Linked DNA regions of Sus scrofa: region 1 is linked to region 2. Evidence: chromatin contacts called from public HiChIP or PLAC-seq data. All regions are on one chromosome and are shown on one strand. The core of a region is the stretch at or near the end of the contact, and the rest is flanking DNA. Distances in the headings are between cores, read along the strand shown. Region 1 has its middle 150 kb from the start of RFX3. Region 2 overlaps GLIS3 (zinc finger protein GLIS3).

Region 1 (3,885 bases), core at 658-3,157, 550 kb before region 2:
TCCTAAGGATGAAGTGGTTCCCTCTTCAAAGACAGGGCACATTCAACATGCTACACGGAGGGCAGAATGAGGCAAAGGATGGACAGCCAGCCTGGAAGGGGACAGACCCCCATGTTAAAATATGTAGCATTGGAAATATCACCCAATTCTAAGTTTCAGTTTGCTCATTTGGAAATGGAGCAGGCAGTGGAGAAACTGAGTTAGATAAAGTCTAAGATTCTTTCCATCTTTGAAATTTTAGATGTATGACAAATCGATTAAATTCTCAGAATGCCACCCTCCTCATGCAGCAGGTGAGGGCTACCTCGTATGCTGTGCCGAAGATCCCATATTTTTCTTATGTGATTGTGCACGTTTGCATGAGCCCCTGTAATCCCAGGGAGCAAACTGAGATGGCCACCCTAAAGCTGAAGCAAACTTCTGGAATCTATCATGTTTCTCATCAAACAATTTTTAATTTAGTGATTTTTTTTTTATGTAAAGGCATAATTCTTAGTTTTGTGGTGGTTATAAAAGGGAAGGAGAGGTGTTCCTGTTGTGGCCTGGGGGAAACGAATCTGACTAGGAACCATGAGGTTGCGGGTTTGATCCCTGGCCTCGCTCAGTGGGTTAAGGTTCTGGAGTTGCTGTGAGCTGTGGTGTAGGTCGCAGGTGTGGCTTGGATCTGGTGTTGCTATGGCTGTGTCACAGGAGGGTGGAAACAACTCTGATTCGACCTCTAGCCTGGGAACATCCATATGCCATGGGTGTGGCCCTAAAAAGACAAAAGACAAAAAATAAAATAAAATAAAATAAAAGGGAAGGAGAGACACAATAAATTTAACAATTCAACACCCATTGTACATCAGTCTTAGATATGTAAAAAATATCTCCACCCAAAGGTTATGATACACAAATGACTGAAAGAAAAAAAAAAAAAAGAGGAATTGTTGTTCAGCAGTAAGGAGCCCAACTAATATCCATGAGATCATGGGTCCAATCCCTGGCCTTACTCAGTGGGTTAAGGATCCGGTGTTGCGTGAACTGTGGTGTAGGTCACAGATGAGGCTCAAAGCCTGCATTGTGTTGCTGTGGCTGTGGCGTAGACCTGCGGCTAGTGGTTGGATTCGACCCCTTTCTTATGCTGTGGGTGTGGTCCTAAAAAGGCAAAAAAAAAAAAAAAAAAAAAAAAAAAAGGACTAACAGGCTAACTGGTATTAACACTATAAACTGTATTATTCGACCCTGTGATAACTCTACCAGATGACTGCAAACAGGCACTTGGCATTAAAACTGTTATAATTGGATGCCTGGGTACACACCCCAAATGCCTACACCCCATCCCCCTCAGCTTTTACAGTAACAAGTTTCTATCCTCTCCTGCAAGCTGACAAAACAAAGCCTTCCTTCTGGCTCACATGTACCACACGCTGGTCACATACAGCTGTTAAGGAAAATGCAGACTTTTGTTGCATAGAAAAGCACTTTAGCTGCTACTCAGGGTTTCTAGACAAGTTATCACCTCTCAACACTGATTTTCATTTTGGGTTACGTCAGGTTTATTTGTCCTTCATAACTCTTCCATAAAACAATACTGATGAATATATACCTAATCTGAGAGGAAGTTATAGACCTTGTTTCGGGAATTCCTTAATTCCTAAATAATGCTGCTTGTGTTTAACAGGATCACAGAAGAGATATAAAGAAGCAACTGCACACACATTTCTTAATCCACCAACAGAGATGACCCAAATCAGGTTTGCTTAGAGGGATCTGCATGCCTTGAGTCTGTAATGTACGTCTGTGATGCGAAGGAAACAGGGGAAAAAGCCCTTTGCCTTACTTGAGAGAGAGGAGCAATCCAGGGGGTGTGTGCATGGGAAGGCTGCAGCTCTAGCTGCATTTCAATGCAGTGCTTAGTTTATTCACCAGGGGTCATCAAAGGTCTGGATTTTCTTTGTCTACTTGTTGACTCATATGTACACTGTACACTCAGAAACCACTGAATTCTTTAGTCTTGTGCATCAGGAAGTGGGGTAGGCTGTTCCTTCTCCCCACCATGCCAGGCCCACCCCCACTACTTAGCTTCTAACTATTACTCTTTAGAGACCTCCATCAACACACTGCAGCAAGAAAGTCAGTTAGATGCATGATGAAAATGCCTTTTCTAAATTAAAACAATCTAGTAGAAAGGAGAAAGAGGAATCATGATATCTAATTAACTTTTTTGCTTTAATAACCTTTGCTTCCATTTTCCAAGTTGGAAAATGGAAGGTTTAGCACACTACTCTCTTCTGGGTCCATGAACTGAATCGCACGCTTGGAAAGCAAGTGGGTCATGACTCCCTTTTGTCAGATTTGACGCAGTAGCTGGATTCCTGGAGGGCCAGAGCAGATCAACAGAAGGACAAGTTAACATTTTTCCATGAGACTTGTTCAGCCCCATTGCACAAGGAAATAATGAAAGTTTTCAATGGCGATTTGGCCCTGGCATGAAGGACATGGATTCCACAGGTATTGGTGGGTATTTGTCACAATTTTCCTGTGACATCCTTCAATGTCTTTAGCATGAAGCCTTGGAGCCAAACTGATTCTTTCTTACCTGTATTCTCTGAATAAACCAAATTGCAACTTTTGAGAGCTCAGCAGTGAGCCACCCTTGAGCCACAATGAGGAGTAGTTTCAGCTTGCAGAATTCTTTCTGGGGCAGCACTGCTCCAATTTAAAAATTGGCTTGGTATACCCTTCCTCCTTCCCCCAAACAGGCAGAAAAACCACCTTGGTATTCACGGTATCTGATCCATATGCATTTTATGCTCTATTTTAAAATGGAAAAGTCACCTGGTGGTAGATGTAAGAGCTGGCTATGATCTCAAAATCCAATTCAATCCTCTCTTCTCATGGTTTTGCAAACAGAGCCTCAGAGAAGCTAAGTACAGCTTCAAGTCATTTGGTGACAAAAGTGGGCCTATTCACTTTATCCTACTCACTCTTTCTAAATAAAATGTGGGAAAGGCTTACAATACAAAAGATGTAATACTTCTGAAAAAGGCAGTGAATACCATGGAAAGGAAGAGGGGGTCAATTCTGGCAGATGGCATAGTTGATAAATATAGCTCTGAGCACCTGGGCCACAAGGTAGCACACAGGGCTCCCAACTCCAAGAGTGCTGGTCATCTTTGGGGAGTTCAGTGACCAAACCAAAAAACTAGGGACCACAGGTGTCAACAGAAGATGGTTTGCCAAGGTTTGTTATTAAGAGAGACTGTGAGAGTTGATACAAGATGGGGAAACCTGTTTAGGTACAGCCCACTGAGAACCCAGAAGCCTTTGGAAATCACCACTCCACACAAGTCTGGAACAAACATTTCTGCAAAAATGTACAAGAGCGCAGTGCTTGGCTTTTAAGTTATAAATCACTACTTATGACCTATTAACCTCGACAGAACAAGGATTTGTGATCATCAAAAAAGTAGTTGCAGGGGGAGGGGAAGGGGAGAGGGGGGAGGGAAGAGCCCAGGGCAAGATCAGTTGCTTTTAATTTTCTTTTCACACAAATTCTTAAAAGATGAGCTAGAAAATCCTTAAGAAGCAAGACTTGTCCGCCAGCCCCATGCTGTTTTATGTGAAATCATATAACCCAACATCAACTCCTGCAAAAGTACTACTTTTTCAAACATCCTCAAACCAAATAGCAGGGATAGTTATTTCAAAGTGACATTTATACTGTCAATGGGGAATGAATGGCTAAAGGGTAAGATAGTGATCAAGAGAAGATTTAATCCCAGGACCAAGAGGAGATACCTGTGAAAAAGATAAGAGAGGCTGGAACTACCCATGGCTGCTTATTTTTAGACAACTGGGAAATACTGCAAGTTGCAAAGGTGTGTGTGTGTGTGCGTGCGT
Region 2 (3,908 bases), core at 848-3,347:
AGTTAAAAATCAGAAGAAGCACTGAGAACCTTCTACACAGTGGTTGCAGATTTCTAGATTTCAGTAATTGCAGATTTCTAGAAGAAATTCAGAAACTTCAGGAAAAAATATTGCTGGAGGGCAACATTAGAAGTTCAATAACCTCTCTTTGAATCTACTTTCCACACTTCAATGCATCCATGCAACTCTCATAGTCCCCTAACTTAGTAAATGTCACTACTTTTAGTAGTAATTACCTATAAGTATTCATCGAGTTGGCTTCAGTCATTAACTAATCAATGAGTACAGAAAATTCTAGAAAAATATGGCCTACCAAAAATGGCAACAGAGAGAGGGATAGTTAGGGATTCCCTTGGTCAGCTGCAAGAAATCCCACAAAATGAGCACAAACTTGAAACCACAGATTTTTAAGACAAACATCAATAAGTTCAGAAAAAGGTAACCATGCCTTGACCCATTTTGAATATGGGCCATAATTTTCTAGATCTACGTCTAACAAATTAGTTTTTCTAAAGCAGCATTTTTCAAATTGGCCACAATCTTATTGGTGAGCCTTGAAATCAATTATTCAATGGCAAAAACTTTTTTTTTTTTTTTTTGTCTTTTTGCTATTTCTTGGGCCTCTCCCACGGCATATGGAGATTCCCAGGCTAGGGGTCCAATCGGAGCTGTAGCCACTGGCCTACACCAGAGCACACGGGGGATCCGAGCAGCGTCTGCAACCTACACCACAGCTCACGGCAATGCCGGATCCTTTAACCCACTGAGCAAGGGCAGGGACTGAACCCGCAACCTCATGGTTCCTAGTCGGATTCGTTAACCACTGCGCCACGACAGGAACTCCGCAAAAACATTTTTTAATGAATTATAACCAAGTGAAATAAAACAGAAGGAAGCTATCAATGTGCATCAAATACATTAATGGTTAAGAACTGTTCTATTTCAGTGATTTATTGGTATACATGTCTACATAGCTATATGCATATAGTGTGTTCTGAGTAAGATAAAAATGTATTTTCTGGTGGATTACAGTAAAAAACATACAAGAACTATAGCTATAAAAGCATTTGAACTATCTGCCTATCCAGGTACCTACCAAGAACAGCTATAGATACAAAGAGAATTGAACAGCTAAAGTAAAATAAATTACAAAATATAGCTGTAATGAAAGGAAGATCTAAATGTATGACATTTTTAGCTTTATGAAAAATAAGGATTAAATAACACAAAGCTACACTCTTATCACTGTTATCTTTCACTTTGTCTTTTATTTAGTATCGATTAATCAGTTGTGCTGTGTAGATATTAACCAACTAACTAATAAAATCAAGATCAAAATGACTGACCATTTTAGATCTTCCTTGTTGCAGAGGGTAGATGATCCTCCTTGGAATAAAACTTCATTCATAAAATGCTAAAGGAGGGAAAATTTAAATTAACACATAATTGCCTTTGAGAACTGAGTTTTTTAAAATATGTTCATAATGTGAGTTAACCATCAGATCCTATGAAGAGGAATTTGAAATGGAAAAATGAACGCATTCACTATGATGTCACCACTGAATTAATTACCTGAACTGTGAAGAGTGAATACCACATGGCCATGATTTGAGACACAAAGGCTTCTTCAGAGTATAAAAGTAACTGGCTGGAGATATTTTTCTTAAAAAAAAAAATCTCACACAAGGAGATACATATGCTATAAAATACAGCAAATGAAAGTCCATTCTCTGTTATCTAGTGTGTATAAATAACTTCTCAGTCCATGTGCACAGCTATTTGTAAAGCTAAAAATCATAATCCTTTTAAAGAGTAATAAACACCTACCTATGGAAGATTCTAGAAATAAACTTAATTTAGTACTCATTAAACCAAATATTCAAGTACATTAAATTGTCCCTATCACATGTGTAACTGATTTCTTTCCTTCTGTATAGTCAGTTATTGCTTAAAAGTGACCAATGTAACTATTTTTAGCTGCTGGTAGACAGAAGTTTTATACAAGTTAATTTATATTCACTGACATCACTGCAGAAGTATGAACGTCCACAACAATGACTAGGCCCTTAACCAACATGACAACATATTTATTTAAAAAAAAAAAACCTACATGAATGACTCAGTCAAGTTACAGACAGAAGTGGAATCTATTGGTCATGCTGCAAAGGTTGGGAAAACATTAATCCACTTCTTCACACACAGGAATAACAAGAATTCATACATTGCTCTGGGATCTGGTTAGTTTTCTGTGTACAGTATTTAGCAGGTCTAGAAATGAAACTTCATAGATATGGCTCAGAACTCCAGAAATAACTGACAGTGAGAAAATCTGATCTCTTATCAAGAAGCCTGGAACAGGTTCTGATCTTGCACTGCAGTCTGTCTTCCCATCTGCAGTTCATCAAGGCTTGCTGCACCAGAAGGAATGTGCAGTTGTTCCCATTTTTGGTCTTGAAGAGTTCATGTCAGACAAGAATGGCCTTACCAGTTTTCATTACTTAAACACTGCTGGCAAATACTTAGAGCTTTCATGATTCAATTTCTACAGACAAATCTCCTAATTTTGTTCCCAAAGTAGAACATGATTGGATCTTCCTTTCTGTTCATCCTAGATACTCCCTTAGAGTCAAATTAAGTGGTCTTTCCACACCTCCCTCCTTTTGCCTTCTTTTTCACCAAATCCAGATCCTATTCATCCTCCAGGTCCAGCCCACCTTAGGCCTTCCCTGATCCTCTCTTAATCTGTTTCTGATCTGTAAAATGATGAGAATTACACAATTATACCTATTTCATAACATTACAGAATATTAAATGACATAATGCATGTTACTAGTTTAGCACAGTGCCTGATACATAGAAGGATGTACACTCCTTACTTTCTACATTGCCTTACTGTTATCTGCCTGTTTCACTTTCTATCTAAATTTTAATTTCATTAAATTTGGGAATATGTCTAATTTATCTTTGAACTCTCCCCAGCCCTTGTAGATACACAGAATATTTTATATTACACCTGTACTTTTAGATTTTTCACACTGTATGTGTCTTACATATTGATTTTTCATATACATACATATATATTTATTATATTTATACTTATCAAACTGCACTGCTCATTTACACTTAGAAATATAGTATAAATGAAATATATAATTATATATTTATATATCATATCCTATGTTTGTCATTTATTGCTGAATAAATATAGACTAAGAAAGGTGTGATCATAAAGTCATGAACCCTAAGCTTTGTGTCTTGTGGAACCAGTTTAATTACAGTTGTGTGCTTCCTGGTCTTTTCCTCCTAATCTACTCCTTTATTAGAACATAGAGAACATAAAGTAGCATAAAAACTCTATTCCACTCTTCTGAGCAGGCATATTATTCTTGCCTTTATCTTGCCATATTCATGAACAATAACAAATCCTACCTAAAAGCCACAAAACAAATACATTATTTCAGGACTGATACCAGGCACTTCTTTAGTTGTAGGGGTTGTTGGTCCTAACTGAGATAGTGCCAAATGTATTTTGAGTTGTCATGGTGGAAGTTGCTCCTCAGCATTCTCCTTGCTCACCCTAAGCAGGTTTCACTCTATAGTTTCACTCAAGTCTGTTCAGTTTCCCTAATCGGTCATTAGGATAGAGAATAGAGCTTCTGTTCTAATTAGTGTCTTTTCCCCTAATTCTATCATATTAAGTAGTGCCTAACCAACTAACTTCTGTAAGCCAAACTGTTCTCATAAACTTTAAAGGGGAGTCCAAATTATTTGACCTATTAAAAAGTTGTTCTATCAGCAAAAGAAGCTAGACCCAAGAGTGCAGAGTGAATTATCCCATTTACATCAAGTATAAAAAAAATAGGCAAAATTATTACATCTGTTAGAAGTTAAGGCAGTCATTACTCATA

The links. HiChIP or PLAC-seq counts read pairs in DNA pulled down with a chosen protein or histone mark.
Region 1: an H3K27ac HiChIP or PLAC-seq map of alveolar macrophages shows a contact between it and region 2. The contact joins two enhancer-like sites. A contact is called at or near these places in 3 of 47 Hi-C or Micro-C datasets (embryonic fibroblasts, fibroblasts and liver) and 1 of 2 datasets of contacts at active chromatin or transcription factors (alveolar macrophages).

Annotation. Positions count from the first base shown.
Region 1 is chr1:218,186,868-218,190,752 of Sscrofa11.1, reverse strand. No RefSeq gene overlaps it. Among named protein-coding and RNA genes, the nearest start is that of RFX3, 150 kb to the left of the region's middle. Within about 2 kb of position 1,907, at least 6 of the 83 cell types and tissues checked have an H3K27ac peak or open chromatin away from gene starts, as enhancers often do. A contact at or near this core is called in alveolar macrophages, where this site is marked.
Region 2 is chr1:217,633,735-217,637,642 of Sscrofa11.1, reverse strand. The region is part of intron 1 of GLIS3 (zinc finger protein GLIS3); the gene reads right to left. Among named protein-coding and RNA genes, the nearest start is that of GLIS3, 63 kb to the right of the region's middle. Within about 2 kb of position 2,097, at least 7 of the 83 cell types and tissues checked have an H3K27ac peak or open chromatin away from gene starts, as enhancers often do. A contact at or near this core is called in alveolar macrophages, where this site is marked.